Linked DNA regions of Mus musculus: regions 1, 2 and 4 are each linked to region 3. A link is a contact called in public targeted proximity ligation data. All regions are on one chromosome and are shown on one strand. The core of a region is the stretch at or near the end of the contact, and the rest is flanking DNA. Distances in the headings are between cores, read along the strand shown.

What was found.
Region 1: a contact with region 3 is called in a targeted proximity ligation map of pancreatic cancer cells. A contact is called at or near these places in 2 of 130 datasets of targeted methods (fetal liver and pancreatic cancer cells).
Region 2: a targeted proximity ligation map of pancreatic cancer cells shows a contact between it and region 3. A contact is called at or near these places in 2 of 39 promoter capture datasets (both in liver) and 1 of 130 datasets of targeted methods (pancreatic cancer cells).
Region 4: a targeted proximity ligation map of pancreatic cancer cells shows a contact between it and region 3.

The regions. Positions count from the first base shown.
Region 1 is chr19:4,474,708-4,481,953 of GRCm38.p6, forward strand. It overlaps Syt12 (synaptotagmin XII), which reads right to left and starts at 2,436. Exons shown (of 8, transcript NM_134164.5): 1 at 2,228-2,436.
Region 2 is chr19:4,434,286-4,441,376 of GRCm38.p6, forward strand. Rhod (ras homolog family member D) reads right to left here and starts at 5,158. Exons shown (of 5, transcript NM_007485.5): 1 at 4,935-5,158. The coding sequence starts at 5,066. It overlaps A930001C03Rik (RIKEN cDNA A930001C03 gene), which reads left to right and starts at 5,038. Exons shown (of 3, transcript NR_045990.1): 1 at 5,038-5,104.
Region 3 is chr19:5,361,518-5,368,744 of GRCm38.p6, forward strand. It overlaps Banf1 (BAF nuclear assembly factor 1), which reads right to left and starts at 5,359. Exons shown (of 3, transcript NM_011793.3): 1 at 5,051-5,359; 2 at 4,301-4,439; 3 at 3,116-3,641. The coding sequence starts at 4,423. The coding sequence ends at 3,495. It overlaps Eif1ad (eukaryotic translation initiation factor 1A domain containing), which reads left to right and starts at 5,296. Exons shown (of 6, transcript NM_027236.2): 1 at 5,296-5,693; 2 at 6,541-6,759; 3 at 6,905-7,013; 4 at 7,100-7,208. The coding sequence starts at 6,673.
Region 4 is chr19:4,835,002-4,842,586 of GRCm38.p6, forward strand. It overlaps Ccs (copper chaperone for superoxide dismutase), which reads right to left and starts at 4,321. Exons shown (of 8, transcript NM_016892.3): 1 at 4,196-4,321; 2 at 3,830-3,902. The coding sequence starts at 4,234. It overlaps Ccdc87 (coiled-coil domain containing 87), which reads left to right and starts at 4,365. Exons shown (of 1, transcript NM_207268.3): 1 at 4,365-7,527. The coding sequence starts at 4,481. The coding sequence ends at 7,048.

The DNA of each region.
Region 1 (7,246 bases), core at 1,186-3,685, 890 kb before region 3:
TCAGAGAAGGTAGTAAATGGGCCCAAAGTTGCCCAGCCACCACATAGGGAGCTGACAATATCCCAGGTCTGCCTGCAGCACGTGCCCTTGTTAATGGCTTTATTCACAACCTGAGAGACCCTTGGCTCCATCTCTCCCCAGGCAACACCAGTGAGTTCCTATCGCCGCCCAGAGGTTGCAACTTTGGCTAGGGCTAGGATGCTGACAAGGCATTTGAAGGCCAGGGCAGCCAGTGGCCAGAGCTGGCACTTCTGAATCACAGCAGGGGCCAGCTGGGGTTGCTCCAGATCTTCATCTGAGCTCAAACTGTGCATCTTCCCCCTTAAGCATCCCTCTTTATCCCACCCTACAGTCAGCCCCAGGGTCTACACTGCATGGAGCAGTGTTCATTGAGGAACAGCCCCTGCTTCACAGTTGTGCTTAATAGGATCCTCCTACCTCCCTCCCCAGCACTACCTCCACATGTGCTGAGTGCTTAACTACAAGCCTCATGCATAATTGGTGCCCACCAGACCTGGTGACTGAATAAATTACTGGATCCCCATTTTATAGACGAGGAAGATGGGGGCCACACACATCCCAACATCGAAACTCTGGGCTTCATATTAGTGAAAGATGGTGGCTCTGGGCCACCATGCTGACGGCTGACCAGGCCCCGCAGGTCACTGGGAAGGTTGGAAGCATTGTGCTGGAATCGGACCATGGCAGAGGCTCCCGCACCTCCTGAGCTTGTCAGAGAAATGCCTTTCAAGGAATTCTGTGTGTAGAACCAGGGACCCTGAGCCAAGTCCCTTCTCTGCACTTTACCCGCTGTTTCTTGCTCAGTGTCCCTGCATGCCCAGCAAGGTGGTGACTCCCTTTATCTCTACCTTGGCATCGGCAGGTAATAAGGATGGGGAAGAGCTTTCGGGGGAGCTTCTGTCTTCTAGGCTGTGAGTTTCTTCAGGGACCTTTAGGCTTGACAAAGCTTTGCAAGTGAGTAAGAGCATCTCTCCCCCACAACACTTTCCGGATGGATAACCACATCCTGGTGCCATCCCCCAGACACCCGCAGGAACCACAGTGCAGACTGGCTGGGGGTGGGTGACAGCTGACACTGGGCACCTACTATGTGCCAGCATAGTATCAGGGGGGACTTGCCTTGTGCTCAGGAAATGCCCCCAGAGAGTCCAGGGTTCCCTGTCAGCCCTGGAAATGTAGGGAGGGGTGGCCTAGCAGCTGAGACTCCAGCCCTTCAAGGTGTGAAAAGTGACTTGCCCCATCCAAGTCACTAGCAAGCACTTAGTAGGATGAAGCCAGGTTTGGACCCCAGGCTGGGAGGTCCCACTCTTCTGGGCTGCTTGAGAAAGATTTCACATTGCTCAGAGAGGACTGGAAATGGGGGTTGGGGTTGGGATTGGGGGTGGGGTGGGGTGAGGTGAGTGTATAATTGTAATTGTCCTGGCCTTACTGGGTGCATTGTTAACACCTAGGTGGGTTTCCTTCCCTTGCCTTTCTTAGTTTCTAATAAGGACTACTTCTGAGGCTCTGCAAACTCTGCACCCTGGCTAAACAGCTCAGGTGCTTGTTTCCCAGGTTCTTCTCAACGGATTTGTCCCCATCAACTGTAAGGCGAGACAGTCTTTTAGCAGCACCATGCCCACCAAAGAGAAAGGCTCAGGGCTCCTTCACCTACAATGCCGTTTACTGCCCCCATGTTCAGCTCCCGTCTATACACAGCTTCGAGTGAAGCTCAAGGAACCCTTAGGTTCTTCCCGTAGGCCTCCTGGAGAAGAGATGCGACGCGCCCCCTACGATGCAGATCCTCATACCCTCACACCACACTGGAATTTTGGGAGGGGGCACTGGCCAGGGACCCCCAACGGGATGTAAGGTCAGGGGCAGTTAGGACAGCCAAGGTGTTGAGTGTGAAGGTGAGGGGTGTGTGCGGTGTGCGAGCTCAGGGGAGGTGTGTAAACAGCCGGGTGAACCGCGTGTGTGCACATGGGGGCCGGGCGAGCTGGCGCCAGGCGATGCGCAGTGCGCGGAGTGGCTGGGCCGGGGAAGGGCGCCGGGCGTGCTCTGTGCCCCGCGTTGGTGTGCCAGCGCAGCGCGGGGGTGCAGACGTACGGAGTGTGAGGGGCCCCGGGTTTCGGGCTTAAGAAGAGGGACTGAGTGCGTCCGCCCGTCCATGCCCAGGGCGCTTGTGCCTGCCGCGCTCTGTGTGGGGGCCAGGGTGCCTACTCACCCGGGGTTCCGCGGAGGGGACGCGGGTCCGACTCCTGGTTCTATCTCTGCTCCCACGCTGGCCTCCCGCAGTTGGCTCTCACAGGCGCTCGGCCGCCCGCTGCTACGCCACCCCTGCAGTGTAGCGGGGCGCTCGTCTCCTGCTGGAGCCTCGCCTCACCGATGGGGGCTCCGCGGGGCCCGGCGGCCGAATGGAGCAGCGCCGCAGTCCGGGCACGCTCCCAGGAGCCCGCCGCGCGCTCCCTCGCGCTCGCCCGCCCGCTCGCCTGCTCCTTCTTGAATTTAAAGTGACAACCCCGAGCGCTCTCTCTACTCCAAGGAGCAGAGCAGCGCTGCGAGGATCTAGTCGGAGATCCCCAAGCGCGTGAGGGTCCTGGGGGGGGGGGGGGCAGCCAAGTTGGACCCTGGGATCGCAGGCTTGTGGATGTGTTGGGTAGGGAACCCTGTGCTCACCAGGGGCGCACCCCACTCCCTTTATGTTGTTCTCCTTCTAGGCCTCAGTTTCTTTATCTGTAAAACGGACTCAAGAGAGTCACACACACACACACACACTCACAAAATCAGACCAGCGAGCAGCGCAGCCAGCAGTATTCCCTTCTCTGAATGGCTGATATTTCCTTCCATGATTGAGTTGTGATTGTACGCTATACCAGTCCAGGTCACTTACCGACATCATCTTTTGTAATCTCTGCAATGACCTCATCGGCGGCCACTCCATTTATTTATTTATTTTTTTTGAGATAAGGCCCAGGGTGGATATGAAGGCCAAATGACTTCAAAGTCTTTTTTTTTTTTTTTTTTTTTTTTTTTTTTTTTTTTTTTTTAGAGAGAGAGAGAGGGAGAATGGGAGAATGAATCACTTTATAGCCCTAGCTGTCCTGGAAATCACTAAGTAGATCAGGCTGGCCTTGCTCGAACTCACAGAGATATCAGCCTCTGTCTCCCAATTGCTGGGACTAAAGGCATGTGCCACCACACCTGACTTTCTTTTTTAACCTCTTAAGGGTCATACTTTCTCTTCCAAGGAATGAATGAATCATTCAGGAGATATTTATGACGCTCTCACCCAGGCTCTCGGCACAGTGCCAGGCGTGGGCGATCTTCCGGGAACAAGGGACAGGTCCCCTCCCTGCCCGCGCAGTCTGGCAGGAAGATAAGTCGGGTATTAGGAGAGGCTGGGTGTTGCCCTTCAGGAGGGGGCGGCGGGGCACCTGTTCTGGACACAGTGACCAGAACAGCGAGCTGGGAAGACACCTGACTAGGCCTCCAGGAGGATCTGGAGTCTGGGAGAGAAGTTGACAATCTCATGGAGAGCCAATACCAAAAGGCTGGGTTGTCTGAGAGTAGTGTGGAGAGCAGACAGACAAGCTTGGTCCAGAAAACCAAAGGGAGGTTGCAACTTCACCCTCACCTATAGGGGGCACCATCATTTTCTGGACCTGAAAAAGAAGTGAGTTCTGTCTTGGAGCTAGGGATTGGACCATGGACATTTGGTGCCATTTCCCATTTAACTAACCTTCAAGGCTACTTATAGCTTTGGCAAGACTGAACCCATTTTCGTTTTTAATTTTTTTTTTTTTTTTTTAAGAGTGCTTCCTGGGCAGCGGTGGCACACGCTTTTTTTTTTTTTTTTAAAGATTTATTTATTTATTATATGTAAGTATACTGTAGCTGTCTTTAGACACTCCAGAAGAGGGAGTCAGATCTCGTTACAGATGGTTGTGAGCCACCATGTGGTTGCTGGGATTTGAACTTCGGACCTTTGGAAGAGCAGTCGGGTGCTCTTACCCACTGAGCCATCTCACCAGCCCTCGTTTTTAATTTTTAAAATTACTTTATGTAGCTGGGTGGTGGTGGGGAAAGCCTTTAATCCCAGCACTCCGGAGGGAGTGGCAGGAGGATTTCTGAGTTGGAGGCCATCCTGGTCTACAGAGTGAGTTCCAGGACAGCCAGAGCTACACAGAGAAAGCCTGTCTTGAAAAACCTTTTTTTCTAATCTGTGTGTGTGTGCGTGTGTGTGTGTGTGTGCGCGCGCGCGCGTGTGTGTGTGTGTGTGTAATCTTAATATGTAGCCCTAAATGGCCTGGAACTCACTATGTAGACCAGGCTGTTTTCAAACTCATCTAGGTCCTTGTGTTTCTGCCTCCTGAGTGCTGGGACTAAAGACATGTACCGCCACACCTGGCATACATATAACTTAACATTTAAAAGTAATAAACAAACAAAAATTAAATGTTAATTTACTGTGTTTGGGTGTTACAGCATGAATGTGGAGGCCGGTTCCCTCTTTCTACTGTTAGTTTTAAGTTCAAACTCAGGTCATCAGGCTTGGCAGCAAGCCCCTTTACCTACTGAACCATGTCACTGACCCTTACCTTCCTTTTATTAAGACAGGCTCCCAGCTGAGGCTGGGCTTGAACTCATGATGCTCCTGCTTCTGCCTTCTGGGATGACGGGCACATGTCACTACTCAGCACGGACTCATGTCTCTTTTACACATTGATGGCCTAAGACAGAGGGTTCTGGGGTGCTGCTCCTAGCTTGGATCTCAGGGCATGTGAAACCCCATGATGTCATACATGTATGATATGCTCTGGTAAAAACAGCAGCCTGGTGTAGCCACAGGGCTACACACCTGAAACAGAAGTCAGTCTCCTCCTGTGGTCCTTAGAGAGGTGACCCACCTCTGGCCAGAAACTCTCTGGACTCTTGGAACTTGAATTTACACACCAGGTAAATGGATTTCCTACCCTGACTCAATGCCTTCCTTCATCCACAGGAAGAAAAGGAAGCCATTGGACAGCTCACAGGCAAGAGGCAAATTGAATGAACTAGGCACACAGTCGGCAGCAAGGAGACACTGCTACCTTCTCTTCACGTTCCCCTTTGAAAGAGTAATAATGAAATCTAGGAGCAGAGTGTGGTGGAGCACTCTTGTCATCCCAGCTTGTAGGAGGCAGAGACAGGGGGATCAGGAGCTCCAGGTCATCATCAGCTACATTGGGAGGTCAAGGCGATCCTGTCTCAAGACAAAACAAACAATAATGGAATGTATATAGTATTCGCCTCTGTGTAGGGCTTTCTAGCTCATCACTTTATATAATTATCAAAATACGCAGTGAAGAGCTGTTTCTGGGGAAGTGTACAACCCTAACCCTGGCACTGAGGAACATACAATCCTGGCTGACTTCAGATCATGACCTCTTTTGTTCCCAACATGGCCTTTAGTTTACAGAAAGCAGGTGAAAGTGGTGACATTTAGGAAATTTCCTTAAAATTGTGACAGGTGTCACCTGCGGGGTGTCTTGGCAGCCAGTTAACATAGAGCCAGAAGAGGCCTGTTGAGACAGAAGGGTGTGAGCTCAGGGCTGAGCTAACAAGGCTCAGGTACTACCCACCTCCAGCCTCATCCTGAAGCCCACTGTCTGTCCACTGTCCACCTTCCTGTCCCAGCCTGTTCTGTACTTCAGAGCTGGGGCCTGGATTTGGGCTAGATGGCCACTTCAAAAGTTACGCTGACATCTCCCCAGGAGGACGGAATGGGACAGAGTCAGCCCAGGGGTTTCCATGTGGAGGAAGGAAGTGGAGAGAGGATGTAGCTCAGTGCAGGCAAAGTGCTCGCCATGCAAGTGTGCAACTTGAATTAGATCCCCAGAACCCACATAAAAAAGCTGGGTGTGATGGTGTCCATGTGTAATGCTGGCACTGGGAGTGGGGGAGGTGGGGAAGGAGGTGTAGGGGGCGGGGGTAGAGACAGGCAAATCCTTGAGGTTAGCTGGCCGGTCAGATTAGTCTAACTGGTAAACTTCAGGCCAATGAGAAACTGTCTCAAAAACAAAAACAAAACAAAACAAAACAAACAAACAAAAAAACCAGAGTGGGAGGCTGGAGAGATGGCTCAGTGGTTAAGAACATGTTCCGCTTTTGGTTCCCAGCACCCACTTTGTTGGGTGGCTCACAATTTCTCTAATTGGGTCTGAGGGACCCAATCACCTCTGTGGCTTCCACAGGCACTCGCACTTGCATGCACACTCTCTCTCACACACATTCATACATAATTTAAAAATGAAACTTGAATCCAGCAGGGCTGTTAGTCCCAGCACTCTGTAGGCAGAGGCATGTGGATCTCTGTGAGTTCAAGGCCAGCCTGGTCTACAGAGTAAGTTCTGGGACAGCCAGGGCTCAATAAATAAATAAATAAATAAATAAATAAATAAATAAATAAATAAATAAATAAATAGGAAGGGTTACCTGAGGAACAGCAGCTAGGGTTGACCTCTGACCCCTCCTATGCCTATACACACAGGTGCACATACGTGCATCTGCACATATACAAACATACACATACATGTGTACCTTTGCAAATTATATATATGGAAGATCCCTCCTGATGGTAATTCCCAGAATTCTGTCATTTCTTTTTCTAGCCTGGATGATAAGAAAACACTTTCTCTAAATATCTGGGTAAGTCAGGAACTCCTGGGTAGATAGCTCTCTGGCTTCTCACCTGTCACTCAGTCTCACTCAGCATCACCATCCCTCAGACCATATGCTTGAGGCTTCAGCCAGAATGCCCCACCCACTCTTCCCTCGACACACGGAACCCTTCCCTGTCTCTACACTCCGCTCGACTGAGGTAGTTCCTTTTGCTTGAGATTTCCTGTTTTTCTCCAAAGGTCTCACACTTTTCTCAATCCTTCAAAACTCTGTCTTGTTGCAGCTGGGCATGGTAGCAGATTCTTTTACTATTAGCAGAGGCAGGCAGATCTAGAGGGAGTTCCACCAGCACAGTCAGGATAGCCTAGAGAAAACCTGTCTTGAAAAGATTACAAACAAACAAACAAATACAAAAAATAAAGAGCCCTGCAAACTCCAAACTCTGTCCTGTAAGGCTTCCCATAATCGTTCCAGCAAGTGGGCAAGTGGATCATTCCTTCTTCTATACTGCTGTGCTTTCCGCTAGTATAGCCATGTCCATTGTCTATCCCGGAATTATTCATTCTGCACTTCTCCTACTGGA
Region 2 (7,091 bases), core at 3,908-6,407, 930 kb before region 3:
TGCACAACATGTGTGCTGTGTGCCCAGGAGGCCAGAAGGAAGCAGAGAAGCCCTGGGACTGCAGTTACTGACACTTGGATTCTCCATGTGGATGCTGGATCTTCTAAGACCCCCCCACCCCGCCACCTCCGACACCCTGCCGCCCTCCCCCGCTTTTTTTGGAGTTTTTCCGACATGGTTTCACTGTGTAACCTTGACTGAAACTTGCAGAATAGACCTGATTGGCCTAGAAGATATAGAAATCCGCCTGCCTCTGCCTCCTGAGTGCTGGGGTTAAAGGCGTGCGCCACCGCGCCCGGCTTTTTGCCTTCTTTGGCAGTGTGGAGACTTCTTTTTGAGATGGGGTTTTGCTATATAGCCCAGGCTCAACTAGAGCTTACAATCTCTTTGGCTTTCACTTTCTGAATACTGGAATTAGAGACATAAATTGTCATGTATGGCTCCTCTCAAGCCTCAAAAATCTGATTCCTTTCATATACTCTCTGTATCAGTCTGCCTTTCCTGATCCTCCCTGACACACATACACACACACACACACAGGCCCCTGTTATGGCCTCTCCAGCGTGGGTTACCCAGGGCACAACCCCTGTGCTGGCTGGTCTTATGTTAACTTGACCATAAACTACCTGAAAGGAGGGAACCTTAATGCCTTCATAAGATCCAGCTGTAGGGCATTTCTCTTTTCTTTTCTATTTTTTTAAAGATTTATTTATTATTATATGTAAGTACACTGTAGCTGTCTTCAGACACTCCTGAGAGGGCATCAGATCTCATTATGGATGGTTGTGAGCCACCATGTGGTTGCTGGGATTTGAACTCAGGACCTTCCCCATATCAGGCAGGGCTTCTACTTGCCTGTGACTCAGGAGGACTTCATGCCTGCCTGCCTGATGGCCAGACTGTCTGTCAGTCCTCTGAGTCAAGCCCTGGTCAGCTGGGAGGGGCAATCATAGAGATGGGCCAATATGTTCTCTAGGGCACCAGAGGCATGCAGGGGAGGGAGGAGTAGGCACCTGGAGAAATATGGGGAAGACGGCAAGGGGCATGGATAGGAGCAGACAAGGGCTCAAGCAGCCTTCCTGCCCCTCTGTACATGCTCTGCCCTTGGCATTTGTTTCCTACTGGGTAGTTCGAGGATAGCACTGGCTTTGAGATCAAATGAACATGGCTTAGGACCCAGTTCTGACAACCACCAGCTGTGTATGGCCTTGGCCCTGTACCATCACTGGTTAAGAGAAAGAGGATCACCTCAGGATGGAAAGTGAAGACCTGCGTGACATTGTCCACATCAGCCCTGTTCATCCCTCCGGATATTTCCTTTCCCACCCCGACCTGTGATGGTTTGAATAGGTTTCACCCCCACAGACTCGTGTATTTGAATGCTTGGCTTATAGGAAGAGGCACTATTAGGAGGTGTGGCCTTGTTGGAGGATGTGTGTCACTGTTGGGGGTGGGCTTTGACGTCTCCTATGCTCAAGCTATGCCCAGTGTAGCACACAGTCTCCTTCTGTCTTCTGCAGATTAAGCTGTAGAACTCTCAGCTCTTTCTCCAGTACCAAGCCTGCCTTTACACTGCCATGTTCCCACCATGACCATAATGGACTGAACCTCTGAAGCTAAGCGAGCTCCAGTGAAGTGTTTTCCTTCAGAAGAGTTGCCATAGTCATGGGGTCTCTTCACAGCAATAAAACCCCAATTAAGACACCAACTGTAGTCTCCGGCCTCTGCCCTAGAGCAAGGACTGTCACAGTGGAGATAGAGACCCAGTGTAGCCACCGACATACCAGTTGAGGGCCTACAACAAAGATCTTGGGCGACAAATGCCTGTGAACACCCCAGCCCACTGCTCTCTAAACTCTTGACTCCCACAACATCAGTAACATCAAGAGGCTCTGAGGGAACTGGGCTAGGCAGAAGTCGAGCTGGCGCTGTATGTGTCTTCAGGAGCCACTACAGCCACCTGCCTCTTCTGAGGTCACCAGTTCTTGCTCCCGACATCAGCCAGACCTGAGATGAGCTAGCTGGAAGGGGCTGTGTTGGCTTCGTCACTGAGCAGTGTCACTGCCCTGCCTCTTACTTTGGAATGTGACTTTATACCTTTTGTGGTGTTCTTTGCTCCCACCCTCTAGGCAGAAGTGCCTAATCTTATCTGTTGTGTTCAGCAAGCGACTCAAGGCCTGGCTTGGGTTGACCCAGGACAGAGATGACTCAGACCTGGTCCTGCCCTCCTGAGGTCACAGAGAGATGACCATGACAGAATGAGGGCAGGGTTCCCCAGGTAGGACACCTGTGGAAACTGGAGCAGTCTGAGGACTGCAGATTTGAATAGTTCTGCAGGTGGATGCTCTCTGCCACCTCCTGTCCCTGTCTTGTAAGCCATTCAGAATGGCTCTGTTCTCAGTGCCATCTGAGACTCCTTGGGGAAAAAGGTCTCTCTGTCCCATAAGCTCTATTTTGCCCCTTCAGCCGTGAACGTGACGTTGGAGGTTAGCCAGTGAAGATCAGAGGCTTCTCCAACCACTCTCTCCCCTGCCCTTTGCTGCAGGCAGAAAGCCTGGAAGACAGGAACCCATGCAGTGGACGTGGCTTCAGAGGTCATGGAGTGCCCTGGGCGAAGAGGCGGAGGTGGGGGGTGGGGTGGGGGGGTGCGGGCAAGGTGACCTGAGTGCCAGATCAAAGCTACCCTCATGTTCTCCTCAAAAGGCTCTGCCTGCAGTTGCACTTGGGAGGTGGAGGCAAGGAGGTTAGAAGGCAATCTTGGGGCTGGTGAGATGGCTCAGGGGTTAAGAGCACTGACTGCTCTTCCAAAGGTCTTAAGTTCAATTCCCAGCAACCTCATGGTGGCTCACAACTATCTGTAATGGGACCCGATGCTTTCTTTGGTGTATCTGAAGACAGCTGCAATGTACCCATATAAATAAAATAAATAAATCATATATATATATGCATCTTTGGCTACATATCGAATCTGAGGTCATCCTGGCCTACCCAAGACCGAGCAAGACAAACCAGCCGGACAGCTGCAGCACACACCGGTAATCCCAGGCAGAGACAGGCAAATCTCTGTGTTTGAGGCCAGCCTGGTCTATAGAATGAATTCCAGAACAGCTAGGGCTACACACACAGAGAAACCCTGTTTCTAATAGTGGTATTTCATACTTGAAGTCACAGCACGATAGAAGCAGAGGCAGGAGGATCATTGATTTGACATGAATGTAGACTACATACAAAGACTTTGTCTCAAAAAGAAAACTAACTAACTAAAACATAAAACATAATTAAAAGAGCCCTCTCTCATGCCAGGGATTTCCTAGACAAAGGAAGACTAAGGACAAGGTTGGTCCACCCCCCTGGTGACCACTCTGGTCCTCTGCCACTCACTCCAGTGCGTCCTGTAAAACATATATGGTTCATGAGCCTCTTAAGTGGTGGCACACACCTTTAATCCCAGCACTCATGAGGCAGAGGTCAGCATGGTCTACAGAGTAAGTTCTAGGGCAGCCAGGACTATACAGAGAAACCTTGTGAACACACACACACACACACACACACACACACACACAAAACCCCATAAACAGTTCATGGACTTTTCTGCCTAGTGTCTAGGATGCCTGCCCCAGGCCAGTGTTGCAGAGCCTTCCCCACCCCCTCCACCTTTAGGTGCCTCCTCTGATCTCCTGGTTCCCACGTTGGTTGGGTTCCCATGGGCAGTACCTAAAGACCTGGAAAATATCTCCTATACTTAAAAACAAAAAAACTGTAACTGGTCAAAGAAGGTGACGTCAGCTTTGCAAACCACAAAACCAAAGGCTGTGAGATGGGTATGGTGGTGCATACACGTGATCTGAGCAATCCTTGGGCCGAGAGACAGGAGGACTGAGCGTACAAGGCCTCCACAGTAATATCCTGTCTCAAAAACAAAACAGGAACCACTAAAGTAAAACGACAAAAATACAACCCCCCCCCCCAAAAAAAAACCCAACAACCATAAAAACCACTGGTATTCAGAGTAGCAAGCAAGACTGTGCCCTATTTGCCAGGTCAGCTTCTCTGGCTCCTTCCATCAAATTACCCACTTCTGCACAATCCCAGAGGCCAGAAGGACGTGGGGACAGGAAAAGAAGGCTTGCTGCTGAAGGCAAACCCACAAACACACAGGACCCCCACTCCTCGTGGAGGCACAGAAGGAGGGCTCAGCCACTGTTCTGGTCATGGGGTCCTTGAGGACTCACAGTGACAAGCCCAGAGAGCCAGGATGCAACCAGGTACCGCACCGAGCCGGCCATCAGCCTTCAGCCTCACTGTCCCAGCTTTCTTCCCCCTATCAGGTTGCTCTGAGAAACTGAGGCTTGGTTAGAGTCGAAGTATGGCATAATCAGACTCTTCAGAGAAGGGTCGGTGTTCCAGTTTTCCTCTCTAGGGTAAAGCATGGGGATTTGCACCATAGTGGATGGAGAAGAGGTGATGTCGCCCGACGAACATCACTTACTAACTTTCAGCAACTAACTTTCAGCACTCTTTTCTATACTACGCTCGGGTAGGGGCTTTCAGTCCTATCATGTAGTTAACCTTCAGAGAGGTTAAGGGACTTGCCCAAAGGCACACAGCTGTAAGAGGCAAAGGCTTGATTTTACTGCTGCCAGTCGAGCTCCAAAGTCCTCACACTCTCGTCGCCAAGTAGTGACAACAACTGCTCTCGTAGGATTTGCTATTTCCCTAGGTGGCCCAATTCAGTCCCTGTGACACCCCTCCCCCTAAGTGCTATTAGTCCCACTTTGCTTCTACTGGCTAAAACTGAAAAACTCTGCCTTCGACCCCAGGCCCTGCTGAGATTTCCCCCTAGGAGGCTAGAGCTGGGTTCTTTCGAGGCAGCTCTCAGCAGACCCGCACATGGGGGGTGTCCCCAGCGCAGGGCCAAGGATGAGGGCACTCACCTCTGGGAAGGCCCCTTTGGCGAAGACCATCATCAGTGACGTCTTCCCGCAGCCCCCGTCGCCCACCAGGACCACCTTGACCGAGTGCCCGCTCTGCGGCGCCTCTTCTCCCGCAACCTGGGACGCGTTCATCCCTGGCTGGCGGACGGCGGTGCGCGGAGCAGCAGGCGGTACGCGGCGGGCTGGCTGCGGCGGGCGCGGGGCTGGCCCGGCGGGACAGGAATGTGGAAGGGGCGGGGCGGCGGGAGGAAGTGGGAGCGGGGCGGCCGGGACAGGAGGCGGCCCGGGGGGCGGGGGACACCCAGCTCAGGTGAGAAGCCCGGGACAAGATGGGGGTGCGGCGCCCGCCCAAGGGTGGACGCTCCTGGGGTCCGGTCTCCTGGCGTCCTGTCTAGACACTCAAGAAAGACTTTTGCAGCACCTACTGCGTGCAGTCGCTGAGGCCGCAGGGGTGAGCGGAGACCTACGCCTCCAGAGGGCACCCAGGGCTCGTGGGAGAGTAGACAAGTACTTGGAGAGAGGCTGGGGACAGGGAAGGAGGAAGCACCTGGACTATCTGCCATGGGTGGGAGGTTATTTTTATGAATGAATGGGTGGGTGAATGAATGAATGAATGAATGAATGAATATGAGTTTCTGCTATTTGCGGACCTCCTCCAAATGTTGTAGGCCAGATGAGAAAGGAGTGGCCCGGGCATGCCCTTGTGGGTCACTGCAGGACCTCTTCAGCCAGCTCCAGGAAGTTTCAATGAAGGTGGAATTACCACGCATCTCACCCAGGCAGCCAGTGAGCTAAGGAAAACTATGGAACCGTCCATCTGTAGAGCTCAGAGCTAGCTCTGGCACATGGCAGATGTCATGAATGGTTCATATTATGGTATATAGTATGATGGCCTTTTAGTTTTATTTTTTACGCGTGTGGGCGTTTTATCTGCATGTATAGACATAGACATGCATCCTGGTGTCCTCTGCACTCGGAAACCCTGGAACTAGAGTTACAGACATTATGAGCCACTATGTGGGTGAACCGGGATCCTCTGGAAGAGCAGCCAATGTTCTTAACCTCTGGGCCATCTCTCCAGCTCTTTGGTATAATGTTTAATCAATGCAGATGATCCTTAGTTTCTTAGAGTCTGGGGACCCTGCACTGTTCCGATCAAAACCTCGACTCTGAGAAGCCTAGAATAGGAGGTGTCAGGACAGGAGAAAGGAAAAAGGGGCTCTTCGAAGAGACTGGAGCAAGGTAGCCACGCCCCCACTTCTTAGCGACAGGACAGAGGGCGGGACTTGGCTGAGGAGCTAGTATCTGGAGGGTGGAGCACTTTGGATTTCAGGAATAAATCTTACTTTTCTCTAAATCTCCGCAACCTTCTTTGTGATCAGATTTTTCTTTTTAACTTTTGGTGAGCATAAGTGGGCTGGAAATGTAGCCGCGCTGCCCGGATGCTTAACCAGCACTCATGAAAGCCTCGGTCCCATTCCCAGTTCCACATAAACCGGGCTTGGAGATCCATGCTTCTAATTCCAATACTGATGAGGTGAAGCCAGGAAAATCTGAAGCTCAATGTCAGCTTGGCTGTTCAGTGAGTTCAAGGCCAGCATGGATTAGATATTCTGTCTAAAAAAGAGGGGAAAAAGGTCTCGCCTGTCTCCCCAGACCTCAGACTGGGTGTTTAATGGAAGCTAAGTGGACCATGGTCAGAAGTCTTTGGGTTTCACCTCCATGACTTCATCTCCCATTGTATTCAAAGTCAGGCAGTGAAGAGGACCTTCAGCCCTATTTGATCCTCACTGTGTCTCAAGGAGGCAGTTTCCAGTTTCCCTCTGGGCCAGAGGTCAGCTGTATGGAAGGAGCCTCCCAGAAGCCTCCCCAGCTCCACCTTTTGGATGCCCCTTTCCCGAAACCGCCACAGGGCTGGGCGGGACTTGGCATGAAGCTGGGTGTGTGGCTGAACAGGATGCCCAGAAGGAGTGGTGAGGAGCCCCCCCCCCCCCAGTCAGCTGTCAGCCTTGTCATCCCTACCTGTCATAAGGCCAGTCTGGGAGGCAGGTGGAGCTAGACCAAGGGTGGAGGAAGCTGAGAGTCAGGCGGAGGTGGCCTTGGTTGCTATAGGGATAATCACTCTAATGACACACTTGACAACTGTCACACGTTATA
Region 3 (7,227 bases), core at 4,109-6,608:
ACACTTTTGTTCTTGTTCTCTGAGAGGAGAGACCTGGCACGCAGGACTTAACGCATGCTGGGTAACCGTTCTGTGAGTTAGCTACTTCAGAAACCCTGCTCAATTCAATACTTAGTGTCACCAATTTCCCCACCTCTAGGACCAGAAACTGTCACCTGCACTTACAAGCCCCTCCATCATCATTAACCTTCCTTCTCCAAAGATCTGTGGTGACTCACCTTGACTATTGACGTTCCTTTTTTAACCCTTTGGTGTCTGCTTTGGTGTCCACTGCATACAAGCAAGCATAGAGCAATGCTGTGCCCCCAAACCTGTCACTAATTCTTTGCAGAAAGCAGTTCTTTGGTGTCCTTTCTAACTTTACTATCTATCTAGGGATCCCTCAGCAAGGATTTACTTCTGAACATGGATGGAAGCAGATCACTGTGTGGGACTGCGATCCTGGCATCCAGGACCTTAAGGCAGAATTGCCGTGAACTTGAGGCTCACAGTGGATCCCAGGCTAGCCAGGCCCACACAGCAAGGCACAAGCATAAAAATACTAAGAGTAAAAAAAGGCAGTTTGTTTTGAGACAGGGTTTCTCTGTGTAGCTCTGGCTGTACTCATTCTGTAGACCACATTAGCCTTGAACTCAGAGATTTACCTGCCTCTGCCTGTACTGGGATCACATGATTTTGTGTCCATGGACCCAGGCTGAGATTGCTCTGAACTACTGGTCTGGTTCACTTTGCCTGCTGTGGCTCACACTTGGAACCACCAGTCTGTCCAGCAGCGTCTCACAGACTAGGCAGCTGTGAGCGGTTCTTAAAGTCCTGGTGTAGGTATTCAGTAGGTATTCAGTCTCTTACAGGCACAGTCCAAAGAATGGAATTGATGGCTCATGGGGTGTGTCAGTTTTGCAAAATAATACTCAGCTGTTTTCCCAGAGTGCTCATAGCAATTTACTCCCACCAACTGGGATCAGTTCCTGTTGCTCCTTTTGCTCAACACTTGATATTGTCTGACTTGAGGTTTTTGCCATTCTGGTAGGCATTAGGGGCATTTGTTTTTCTGATTTCTAATCAATGTGAACCCTTTCCATACGCTTTCTGTGTGTGTGTTTGTTTGTTTTGTCTTTGTTTTTTGTGGGTTTTTTTTTTTTTTTTTTTTTTGGTTTTTCAAGACAGGGTTTCCTCTGTGTAGCCCTGGCTGCCCTGGAACTCACTCTGTAGACCAGGCTGGTCTCGTACTCAGAGATCCGCCTGCCTCTGCCTCCCAAGTGCTGGGATTAAAGGCGTGCGCCACCACTGCCCGGCCTCCCTTGGGGCTGCCTTTCAGCTCCTCTACCACGTTCCCTATTCTGTTGTCCCCTTTGCTTTTTTCACTACTAGGGACTGAACCCATGGGCTCATGAGTGCTAGGCATCCTACCACACAGCTACATCCCCAGCCTGTGTCCCCGTGTGCATATGTATGTGTGTGGTGAGGAGTGGTTCCTTGCCTAATCATGTGGAGACCAGAGGAGGATGTGAGGCATCGTCCTTTAACGTTTTCCACTCCTCTTACTGAGAGGCTCTCACTGAGCCTGAAGCTGTTTCAGCTAGGCTAGCCGGAGAGAACTTCTTGGATTCTCTCTGCCCTGACACAATGGAGTGATGGAACTAAAGGCACAAGCAACCATGCCTGGTTTTAGGTGGGTGCTACGGATTTGAACTTGGGTCCTCTTGCCTTCACAGCAAGCGTTTAGTTCCTGAGCCATCCCTGCAGACCGTTTGCTTCAGGAGATGTACTCTCATGCACCCTAGACTGGCCTGGAACTTGCTTCGTAGCTAAGGATGACCTTGAACTTCAGGTCTGCATGCTCATATCTCCCGAATTAGTGAGTCCAGGGACCACCTCAAGCAATGTTCCAATTGGGCCAAGTCCCAGACACTTCCTAGACTGCAGCTCTGATATGAATTCTGGGTGGGGATTTTATTGATAAGAATATCTTTACCCACGCTGTGTTCATCTCATTACTCAGGTTTTAAATTAAGTTTCTAGTTTTTTTAGACACCATCTTTTCTTTTTTCCTTTCCTTTCTTTTCTTTTTTTGAGGTAGGGTTCTCTATGTAGCCTTAACTGCCCTGGAACTCTGTAGACCAGGCTGGTCTCAAACTCACAGAGATCCTCCTGCCTCTGCCTCCCAAGTGCTGGCATTAAAGGCATGCGCCCCCACGAGGCAGAACAGAGAGAGACCACCCTATTAATTAACCTTCCCTTTATCAAATGACCATGAGAATTGTCTCATCTCACACCCAGTCCCGTACTGCCATCCTTACCTTCCTGGAGAGTAAACATGCAGAAAAGCATTTCATTTGTATAATCAAGCCATTGTTCAATGATACTTTCTGTTGAAGGAATGACTATCAAGCAGGAACCATTGTTACACAGCACTGTACCTGCTCCCCACAACCCTCACCGTATGAAGCTCAAAAAGCATAGCATGGGTTACATGACACAGGAACACAGGCTCCCACACACTTTGAGCTCCAGTGGCTAGTTTCTTGAAAGTTCAAGGGCAAATTAGCTTTCTAAGCTCCAAATCTCTTACCATTCCAAAATAAAAAATGTAATAAGTGCTTACAAAGATACTAGTTTCAGGGTTGGCTCACAATATGAGCTTGAAAACAATAGAAGTAGGATTTGGCTTTCAAGTTTAACCATTTCCTTCCTTTTCTATGGTAGCTTGGCAAACAGCAAAAGTCCCACCCATTCATTCTTGCCAGACGCTAAGAGCACATGCTATGATGACTGGCAGGTGACCTCTTACCCACATCCCATCCACCCGCTTCCTGGTACCTTTGACTCCCACTGACTTTCCACCAGGTGCTGCCTAGACTGACTGCTGACATCTGGAAGCCTTCAGCCTACCTGGCTCCCAGGAGAAAAAAGCCAACCCACACTCTCTCCCACAATGTTTAGGAATTGGGACACCCAGGGCACCTGCCCAGAGCCCACATGGCTAGGGTGGCTCCCTCTTGGGAGGGGAAATAGAAGGCACCAGTTTCGGTCTGCACTGATAACGAATGAAGTAGACGTGTTCAGCCCTGGGAATACACAACTCCCCAGCCTATCTGCTCTCTGACACAGAACACCAAGTATGAAGGCCACTGATTTTATTAATTTAAAAATCTTTTATAAGGACAGTGACTGTTTTTGCCAAAAAAAGGAAAGGAGCCAAAGGGCATCCAACAGATAGTGAGGGAGAAGGGGGCCAGGAATCCATTCAGGAAAGTTGGTAACTGCTGCCACGGAACTGCAGGGGGAGGTGGAAGGGAAAGGCATGCAAGGGAAACGATCCCAGAAAGATTGAAACGCTGAGGGGAGAGAACTCCCCATAGACCCTGGAGTACATAGGAGGTGAGGGTGACAACAGCCATCTTTTCCTTTATGGAGGACAGGGAGGAGCCCTGCCCTGCTGCAGACTCTGGAAACTGTGCTGTGGCTGGGGTATGAGGGATCCCCAGAGAACACTACAAGAAGGCATCACACCATTCTCGAAGGCACCCAAAGCAGTCCCGGGACTGCTTGGCATTGGCACCACATGTATCCTTCAGCCATTCTCGGAAGAGGTCTTCATCTTTCTTTAGCACCAGAAACTGGCCAAGGACCACATAAGCCTGCAGAATAGAAAAGGGCATGTGGCTAAGTGTCTCATGGGCTAAAGCAACAGGACTGTCCACGCTGATACCACTCCGAAGAGGCCAGATCTCTGAAGCTAGGGAGGGTTAGGTGGTAAATACTTCAGAGGGCAAGGCCATTTTTATTTTGATTAAGACAGGGTTTGTTGCCAGGCAGTGGTGGCGCACGACTTTAATCCCAGCACTTGGGAGGCAGAGACAGGCGGATTTCTGAGTTCGAGGCCAGCCTGGTCTACAGAGTGAGTTCCAGGACAGCCAGGGCTACACAGAGAAACCCTGTCTCGAAAAAAAAAAAAAAAGAAAGACAGGGTTTGTTCCTTTGTTGTCAGGGCTGGCATTAAATCCCACGGGAATCCTCTTAGCTCAACTTCCCAAGTGTTAGGGTCATAAGCACAATCCACTATGCCTAGTTTCATTTTCGTGATATTTAAAACACACAAAAGGGCAGGGGACAGTGAGCCACACCTTTAATCCTAGCACTGAGAAGCCCTGTCTCAACAAAACACAAAAATGAAGGAGGCACCATGCCTCCCCAGGTACCCCCCAAACATGTGTGGGCCTCACTCCCAATCTGCGTGGTACCACCTGTTGCCAACCTTCGCTCCTACCCCTCCCTGGCATTTGCAGCCCCCCCACACCTTGTCAAAGCCCCTTTCCTCCAGCCTCTTGCTCAGGACGTCACCAATCCCGGCCAGGCTCCCCACTGGCTTTTCCCCCATGGGCTCTGCCACGAAGTCTCGGTGCTTTTGGGAGGTTGTCATCGTGATCAGGCTTAACCTGGGAATCCCCCCCGCCAAAAAAAAAAAAAAAAAAAAAAGAAAAGTAGGTTAGGGCTGAAGACCACAAGTCCCAAGGGCAATATCCTACCACAGCTACTGTGGCTGCTCCCTTGAGTCCCCCCAACCCATCCCCGGCTATTCGGAAATTTCCACTTTCCGTGGGTCCTGGTTTTGGGTATATTGGATATATCAGCTTGCACTAGCTGGTGGCGCACCTAAGGCAACAGAGCGACTCCCAGACTCAGTAGTCAAGGTCCGCCCTGAAGCCCTCACAGCCCGCGACCCTGGCTACACAGACACTGACCCCGTTGGGAACTAACACGTGGTAGGAACAGCACGCGGCTCTCGCCAGCCTCGCCGCCCTCACTCGGGCTGCCGGCCTCTTCCACGCCTCTCAGGTCCCGCAGGCCCCGCCCTGAGGCCCCGCCCCGCTCCGAGCGCCCCGCCCCCTCCACGCGCCGCCACCCGGACACACCGCGCATCGCCCCTCCCGCAGACTCGGGCTGCCCCGCTGCAAAGGCGCGCCTCCGCGATGGATTCCCCTCCCTCCCGCCTCTGCGCGCCGCCACCGCACGCCAGCCGGAGCACCACTCCGCTTCTCACGCTCACCGGAGGCTCCGGCTCTGGTAACGGCTCCTCGCGCCACTCGGCCGCTCCCGCCCAGACCTCAAGCTACGAGACGGTTCCTCGACTTCCGCTTCCGGGTCGTTTTATGCGCGACCTTCAAAACTAATCCCCAAACTGGGCAGGTCTAGCTACCCGGAGCCATAGAGTTGACGCGCAATCGCCAGCCGCGGCGCCCACGGGGGTCGCTGTTTTCCGGTTCCTCTCAAGAAGCCATCCGGCTTTCGATGGCTTTTGTTTCTCCAGCGGCCCTTCCGGTCTGTGGGATCGAGACCTCCGAGGAGAATGCGTTTTCCTGCCCCGCACTCGGAACTTAGGCTTGCCTCACTTGATGGAGGGAAGAGTTAAAGGGACGGACGAAGAGGGGGCGGGAAATCCGGAGGACCTCTGAGCGCCCCGGAATCGCAATTCCCGGCGCGGTTTCCTCAGGTCTGTCACCTCAGACCGGCAGACGGGAGGGAGGAACAACGGAGGATTGGGGCCGAGCGTCCAGACCGGCGTTACCGTCGGGGCCACCTGCAGGTCACAGTTGTTTGCTCTTTGGTCCCTCGCTGTCGAGGCGCGTCGTGGACGAGCTACTGTCGCCGTCAACCTGGAAAGCGGAGCGTGCTGGTGTGGCGCCGAGCGGGTGAGTTCCGTGGGCAGCTCTCGTGCTGGGCGCCGCGTCGGTCGCTCCGTGCCTGGGATGTGTCGGGAGGCCGTCGTTGTGTGGCTCTCCTGCCTTGGGTGTTGAAGCCTGTGGCGGAACGCAGCTCACCTTAGATTTCGCTCAGAGAGCTTGGCGGGATGACCGATCGGCCTGGGAGGGGGAGGCGTCGCCGTCCTAACAGGACTGAGACGTAGGACTCAGGGCTTGCCCTGTGCTGGGTAGTTTCCGTGATCTCGCCGATTTACTTAGTTTTTCTTTGTTATTGAGAGGGCCGGCCCCGTGCTCCGTGGGTTGGGATTAGTGTTGAGATCGAAGGCTTGAGCCACCCTGACGTCTCAGCTGACACTATAAAACCTGTGTTTCCTGGTTTGGTTTGTTTTTTTTTTAAAGATGTCCCCCATGGGTGGTGTTGTGAGTGCCCTCGGAAGCCAGAAGAGGGCGGTGGATGCCCTTGAATTGGAGTTAAAGGTGGTTGTGAACCATCTGATGTGGGTGCTGGCTCATAGGACATCTCCCTGGCCCTTGAAGGTCCTGCTTGTTTGTTTTTGGTTTACGGTCTCCCTATGTAGACTAGGTTGGCCCAGGACTCAACAAATTTCTGCCTACCTCTCCCTCCCAAGTGCTAAGAATAAAGATATACACCAGCACCTGGCTAAGTCTGTGATTTGTCTTTCAATGATTTCATTCATGTTTTATGTGTATTAGTGTTTTTACCTGCATGTGTGTCTCAAAAGAGGGCGTTGAATCCCCTGTGGCTGGAAACCATACCTGGTTCTCTGCCAGAGCAGCAAGTCCTGCTGTCCCCTAAAGTGCATGTTTTTAACAGGGCGAGGTGGCACTTTTTCGTATAAGGCTGCTTCTCTTGAAAGCAGTCCTGGCTTCTAAGGCTGGCATCCAAATAATTCTGGAAGAAGAACTGACAGTCTGTGCACCCTAACAACCCTGGACAGAAACCAGCATGTCTCAGGCCAGCAAGAGGAAGCATGTGGTGCAGGAGGTGCTGGGGGAGCACATGGTGCCTTCTGACCACCAGCAAATAGTGAAAGTGAGTGCCGCCTGTCTCGGGCTTCCCGTCCTCCTCCCAATGCTCCCATTGCACCGCTGGGTGTGGAAAGGGAAGGCTCAGTGCAGGTCGGAGCATGCTTGATTTAACTGATGAAGTGGCTAGTTCTCGCTTTTTCCTGGACCAGGTCCTCAGGACTCCTGGGAACAATCTGCATGAGGTGGAAACAGCACAGGGGCAGCGCTTCCTGGTGAGCATGCCCTCCAAATACCGCAAGAACATCTGGATCAAGAGAGGTTAGAAGCATCCCTTCACAGTACGGAACCATGGCCTTGACTTCCTTCTCCATAACAGGAGTGGCTTTATCCTTTATCATCTACAGGGGATTTCCTCATTGTTGACCCTATTGAAGAAGGAGAAAAAGTGAAGGCTGAGATCTCTTTTGTGCTCTGCAAGAACCATGTCCGCTCTCTACAGAAGGAGGGTCACTGGTAGGATGGTCTTCCTCAG
Region 4 (7,585 bases), core at 3,071-5,570, 530 kb before region 3:
TGTGTCAGATCAAAGCGCCAATAAAGTACTATTACCTTTGAAATCCTTGAAGTAACCTCGGTGTGTGTCCTATGAGATAATTCTTACATTCTCATGGAAATATTTTTACATAACGAATGCCAATATTATTCTGAATTATGACTTTTTAAAGAAGATTTATTATTTATTTATTTATTATATGTAAGTACACTGTAGCTGTCTTCAGACACTCCAGAAGGAGGAGTCAGACCTCATTACAGATGGTTGTGAGCCACCATGTGGTTGCTGGGACTTGAACTCGGGACCTTTGGAAGAGCAGTCGGGTGCTCTTACCCACTGAGCCATCTCACCAGTCCCGAATTATGACTTTTAATATATTTTTTTATTTTTTGAATGTGGGTGTTTTGCCTGCACACATGTCTGTGCACCACATATGCCTGGTGCCTGTGGAGATTAGAAGAAAGCATTAGATCCCTTGGAACTGGAGTTACAGACAGTTGAGAGCCAGGATGCTAGAAACGGAACCTGGGTCCTTTAGAAGAGCAGCCACTGCTCATAACTCTTGAGCCGCCTCTCTAGCACCTAGGCTTACTTTATTTTTATTATGTATTTATGTGTATGTTGGAGTGGGTGTGTATGCGAGTGCGGATGCTTGTGGAGTCCGTAAGAAAGCATCAAACCACCCGAAGCTAAAGTTACTGTAACTGTGCCTCCTGACATGGAGCTGGGAACCAAACAGGTCCCCTCAAGACCGGTAGCACTCTGAACCCCTGAACCATCTCTTAGCTACACACCTGTTTTTGAAACATGGTCTCAATTTGTAATTCAAGTTGGCCTTGAATTCACACTCTATCTCAGCCTCTCCAGTGCTAGGATTACAAGCCCAAAACAGCTTTCAGGGCAGGGAAGGGCCATACTGTGGAAGCCAGGTTTGCTTAAACTGTGTTTTGGAATGGTAAGTGAAGAAGATCTGATAGAGTTGGAGCCATTCCACCAAAAAGTAACATATTCCAGGCAAAGTTTTTCCATGGAGCATTCGTGCTGGGGAAACAGTCAGGTGGGACTTTGGTTGAAACAGAGCAATTTTAAGGCCTCCGTAGGCTTCTTAGTCACCAAAAGGAGACTTCAGATAACCATGTTTTCTGGTCTCAGTAAGTGAAATCAACTTGTTTTTTCCTAGCTGAGCAGGAGAGTTTCAGTTTACAGAATACACTGAGAGGGAGAGTTGCCTAAGACTCAGGAAAGCGAGCTTTATTCTCCTTCCAAAGGTCATGGGAGGAGCTTGTCCCTGAAGTCCTTCACATTTGCCCTACAGTAACTGCGCCTTCTGTTTTTTCTCCATGAGCCCTCACTAAAGGCTGGCTTGGCTATACTCCAAGATCCACCTGCCAAACAGACCACCTGCTGCACTACTGGAAGCCCCTCCTCCTTCTGTTTCAGAGTGAGGTGGGCAATTCTAAAGGGGAGAGTCACAGGAACATTCTACTCTGGCCCTCCCACATCCAGAGCACAAAATCAGCTCCTCCTGGGAGATCTTGGGTCTGGGAATCCACGCTATGCCAGGCCAGACCATCAGGACCCATATCTGCTGTGTATGCAAAACACAATCAGGCCTCATCACTTATCCTAGACACCTCACTTCTCCTGAGCCTGCTCCTGAACCCGCTCTATGGACTTCCTGTTTTCTTTCTTTAGTCCAGTGATTCTCAACCTTCCTAATGCTGTGACCCTTTAACACAGTCCCCCATGTTACGGTGATCCCCAACCACTGTTGCTTCTTCATAACATAATTTTGCTACCATTATGAATCGTAATGTAAAATCTGTGTTTTACAATGGTCTTGGGCAAACACCAAAGGGGTCTTGACCCATGTGGGTTAAGAACCGCTGTTTTAATAGCTGTCCACATAGAAGCCAAGGAGATGGTATGTATGTGTGTATGTATGTATGTATTGGTGTGTATATGTGTGGAGTATGCACGCATGTTCTTGAGTGTGTGTATATGTGTGGAGTATGCACGCATGTTCTTGAGTGTGTGTATATGTGTGGAGTATGCACGCATGTTCCCGAGTGTGGTGTCCACCTGTCTTCCTTAATTGCTCTCCACCTGTTATGCTGAGGCAGGTTCTGTCACTTGAACCCAGAGCTCACTGATTTGGTTAGTCTAGCTAGCCAGCTTGCCCTGGGATCCCTGTGTCTATCTTCTGAGGGCTGGGACCACAGGCGGTCTGTCTGCCACGCCAGTCTGGCATAGACACAGGTGCTGGCAATCTGAACTGGACTCTCACACTGATGCAGCTATCACTTCTACTGACTCAGCCATCTTCCTTGCCCCTGGCAAACACATGGTTCACAGACACAGGCACGCAAAACACCCGTACATATTAAATAAAACAGATTTTAAAAATAAACCTAAAAAAAAAAAATCATCCCAAGCCAGGCAGATGGCTTAACGGATGAACTTTTCGGGTTTGGTTCTGCTTTTTGGTTTGTTTGGGTTTTTTGTTTTTTGTTTCTTTTTGTGCTTTTTTAAAAAAATTATTAATTTTATGTATGTGAGTACATACACACCAGAGAGGGCATCAGATCCCACTACAGATGATTGCTGGAAATTGAACTCAGGACCTCTGGAAGAGCAGTTAGTGCTCTTAGTTGCTAAGTCATCTCTCCAGCCCTGGGTGAACTGTTCATGCTACACAAGACAGCTGGAAGCAGAGAACCAGCTCTGGAGTTGTTCTTGACCTCCACATGCACAAGCCCTCCTCCAAGCACATCATGCACACACTCACTAATAATAAATCAAATAATAGTTCCAGGTCAGGTGTGGTGGCGCACGCACGCACGCACAACTTTCATCTCAGCACTCGGGGGTAAAGGTAAGCAGATCTCTGTGAACTGCAGGCCAGCCTGGCCTACATAGTGAGTTCCAGGAAAGCCAGGGCTATGTGGAGAAAGACCTTATCTCAAAATAAAACAAAACAATCAGTCCCCTCAATCGTCCTCCTAAAACCCCACCTTTGCCTGTAAGCTTTTCTCCTCTTTCCTCTTACAATCCCCTGAAATTGAGTGGGCTCTCACTACAGGCTCAAGACTTGTATCAACTAATTCACTCCTCATGACAACACTGAGCTATGAACACTGTTCAAACACTGAAGAAACAGAAACACAGAAAATAAGCACGAAGCTGTACATCTGTGGAACTATACGCACTGGGGTTCCCCACCCCACCCCTGCCAGTGTCCTGGCTTCAGACTCTCATCTCCTTCTTTCCCTTTGCCACCATGGCTTCCCAAGGAAGTGTTCTAGGAGCGCTCCTTTGCCAAAGCTTATACGATCTTTACCTAAGCATAGGGGTAAACATTTTCCCTCAGAAACCCCCAGTGTCTAATCTATACTGGCTGAAAGGTTGAATGAACATTTAACAGAATCCAAAACAGCCAGTTTCTAGCGTCAGGAAAATGACTCTGCCTTTCATATCTTTCCTCTTCTGCCAGGTCACCCACCTGCAGACCTCCTGGCTTAAAGTCCCTGAATTGGGCCAGGGATGTTGTCTGCTTTCTCAGAACTGTTCTATTTCCCAAGCCAGACCTCAAATGCCCGCCCCCCTCCCCCTCTAGAATGCCCTTGGTAGGAAGTGCTCTATACTCTGGCTAGTTCCATGCTGTTCAGCAGCTGGACAGGCAGTTTGTACTAGAAGAAAGCTCTGGCTAGGCAAAGCTTGAGGCCTATACTCTAGGCTCTGCATCTCCCGGACTCTGAGAAACTTCCTTTCATTCTTTCTGCATCTATGCAACCGGAATACGGCTAAACACAAACCCCTGGCTGATCCCAGAAAGATTGTCTACTCTTACCTGCCACCCCTTTCAGGGTCTTGTGCACAGCATCCACACAGCTCTGACAACTCATCTGCACTGCAAACTCCAACTGTAAGGGAAGCAAGGCCAGGGCACATGTCAGACATGATCCTTACTCGCCACCTCATCCCCTATGTCTCTTTGCACACATTGCACTTGACTTCTCTTCAAATTCCTCCTTTATTATCTCATGAACATTCCAGGATCGCGGTCTTTACCACCAACCCCCCTCCCGTGAGGGGCATCTCCGTCCTAACCCCGGAATTTCACCTCCCCAGGAGCCTGTTCTTTCCTGGCTTCCCAAGATATTGATCACCCCAAGGGCTGAAGTTATGCGAGGCTCCACATGAAGCTTTCACTCACCGCACACACAGTCCCACCGTCCCCCGACTTCGAAGCCATCCTAGCTGTTGTCACTGCCTAGGCCGCACCGAACCGGTAGGGTCCAGAGACCAACACAACTCTACTTTGTGGGATGGGCGGAGTCTCGGAGGCCGCCCTTAGCTCCACCTCCTTGGCGCGTGCGCTCCCTAGGCTGAGGCCTCTGAGCTGTCCGGTAGTGCTACCGGCTGCGCAGGCGCATTGATGCAGTTTCCTTAGTAACCATTTGGCGTCCTCTACCCGCTCAGCCGGAACCACCTGGTAAAGATGGAACCACACAGTCAGGAACCTGACCTCAAGCCGATTTACCACCGGTTGCTGAGTCCGCTGTCGCTCTTCCCCAGCAAGGCGAAGCCTCCTCCAGAGCCTCCGAAGCGCCCCTCTCAAGATGCCACGCCCTTGCAATCCATCCCGCTGGCGAAGCTGAAAGTTGGGCCGCTGTGCCGCCAAGTGTCCAAGCGGCTAGCAAGCAGCGGGCGGGCGGCACGAGTAACTGCCAAGGACCGACTTCGTCTCACTGAGGTTATTCTAGAAGAGCTGAAGTGCAACTGGCGGGAACCTCCTATAGAACCCATTCTGGACTACGAAAACAACCAGAAGCTGCGGCAGCGGCTCGAGTCCTACGTGCTGATCAGTAGTGAGCAGCTCTTCGTACGCTACCTGCACCTGCTGGTGACCCTGCCGACCTCTAGAAGGGTCTTCACTGAATCAGCCACCCTCAGCCGGTTGGCAGTAAACCTTGCCAGGGATTGCACAGTTTTCCTCACCAGTCCTGATGTCTATCGCTGTCTGCTGGCTGATTTTCAGACCCTGCTAAATTTAAAGCACGCCCAGGGAGGCATAGTCAAATTGCGTCCTCCTCCCTGTCCCCCTGGGACTTTCAAGCTCTGTCCAATCCCCTGGCCTCACAGCACTGGCTTAGACCACATGCCGTGCTCTAGCCTCAACCTGAACTACCTTGTCCAACTCAGCCGCCCATATGATTTCCCCAGTGAGCCCGAACCTGATCCAGTGGAAGAGTTGAAATCCATCCCCCAGCTGAAGAGTAGACAGCAGCTCCTCTGGGTGCCCTCCATGATAAAGGATAAAGAAATTGAATCGAGACCCTCACCGATGGTACCACTGCCTAGTCATTCTCCCAGCAGTGAGAGTCACCAATTCCCCACCTCACCAGTCCATTCCTGGCTCCAAAGGGGCCAGTCCATGCCTTGTCTTCATGAGGGGTGGAGTCTGGCAGATGAGTTGTGCCTTCTTCCTCCCTCTCCTCATCCCCTCACCCCGCTGATCTTGGCTTCAGAGAGTAAACCACTGCCATTCCGGGACATAGTGGCTGAGGATCTGAAGCAGAAAATGAAGATCATGAGAATGGAGTGGAGTCGATACTCCCTGCTGGACTCTGGCCTGCCTCCCCTCCTCGGGGTCCTTACCCGGCGCCTAACTGCCCAGCACCACCTAGAGAAACTGCAGCAAATGATCAAAAGCCTGCAGGAGGAAGAAGCCTCCGGAAAGTGGGATCTCCAACCCCCGAGAATCATCCCACTACACCCACAGCCAGTCACTGTTGCTTTGAAGGTACATGATCAAGTTATAGTCCAGGTAGCTACTGTGCAACTCTCTGAAAGATACTTTAACGACTCTTTCCACGTTGAGGGGGCTGGAGTCCTATACAACCATCTGACTGGGGAACTGGATGGTAAAGCCATTGAAGAAATGGATGCGGATCGTCTTGTTGGGAACACCACCGGAGAGGTCTACAAGGAGTTGATGAGCCGAGTCTCTGTTAGTCACTTATCTTTTGAGGAAGGAGACCAAATTGAGCCTTCAGCAGATAAAGATTGGTCCTCCTACTTGGCCTCATCTTTTCTACACCAAGATAAACATATGCCAATCATCAACCGTAATCTGGTTGGATTTTACTCCAGAAGAACAAGCACTCCGAAGCCAGTCCCTGAGAAGGTGCCCTCTCTCACATTACTCCCAAGGCACAAAAGCTGGGACAAGCGACCAAACAGACACGGTGTATGGATGAATTGGCTGAAACCCTCGGTGTCTTCAGAGGACTACTTCAAGTACCTCTCCTTTCAGGAGTCGGATTTCCTCCACGTCATCTTCCAAATGTATGAAAAAGAGGCTCCTGTGGAGGTACCAGTCCCTGTCCAAGAGTACCTAGATATTCAGCAACCCCCTCCCCTGCTGCAAGATGAAGAGCTAGAGTTCATGCAAGGAAAATGGGATTGGAGCTCAGTGATAGAGGATGGCTCAGGACCTGGGAGAGCCTACATTCATAACTTGCAGCAGCGTCTCAAACGACTGTGGGTCATGTTGGAAGTCCCTGAACAGAATCGGCTAGACATGGTTATTAAATACAGCTCCAATGCACGCCTGCAACAGCTACCAGCATTGATCAAGGCTTGGGAGCAGGTCCTGAAGCCCATTCAAAAGAGGGAGTCGTTGCTAGGAAGACTGGAGTGGTTTGAGCAACAAGCCTCTGATCCCAATCGTTTCTTCCAAAAGCCTGATTTGTTGATGAATCGGTTACTGGAGGAGAATCGGTTCCGTAGCTATCTCCAAAGGAAGCTCAATCGAATGGAATCTAATTTGGTTTCCTTGTTGGAAAGGATAGAGTCAGTCTTTGGGGAGCCAGTGACCTTCAAGGGGCGGAGCTATCTGAAGAAGATGAAGCAGGACAAAGTGGAGATGCTGTACTGGCTCCAGCAGCAGCGGCGGATTCGCAATCTGACCCAGGCCCAGAAAACCTTCCGCCAATCATGCACTTTCACAGGGAGCAGCAGCCAGGCGTTAGTGGCCCCCGGGAATACTCCCACTACTCACTAAGGCGGCCAAGTGCCCCCAAACCCTTCCTCACCCCCAAATGCTCACGTAGAACTCTCAATGACTTTAAAAGAGATTGAGATTCTTTTTCTTGATATTCTAAATAAAAGGATCCCCAAACTTGGTATTCCCATGTATGTCAACCATCCTGCACAAGACAACCAAAATCCTATATCAGATGATCCCTTGGAGTTCGTGATAATAGAGGTCAGACAGAGCAAGCCATGGTCCTTAAAAAAATATATAGTGACTTTCTCACTGTGCTGAATTGCTGTTTAGAGTGCCAAATCACTCTTGTTTAGGCCCAGTAGCATAATCCTTGATTGCTAGGGCTCTGAAATTAACAGATGTATGTATATCCTGCCTGTATGACTTATGGTAAGTCACCTAACTTCTCTGTGAGGATCTGGGTCCATGTTGTCACTTCTAGTGCTTACACATTGTTGGCAGGACTTGTTAATAAAACCACTTGGTATATCAAGGTGTATACTGAAGAGTAAGTCTCTACGGCTGGAGAGATATAGCCTAGTATTTTAAAAG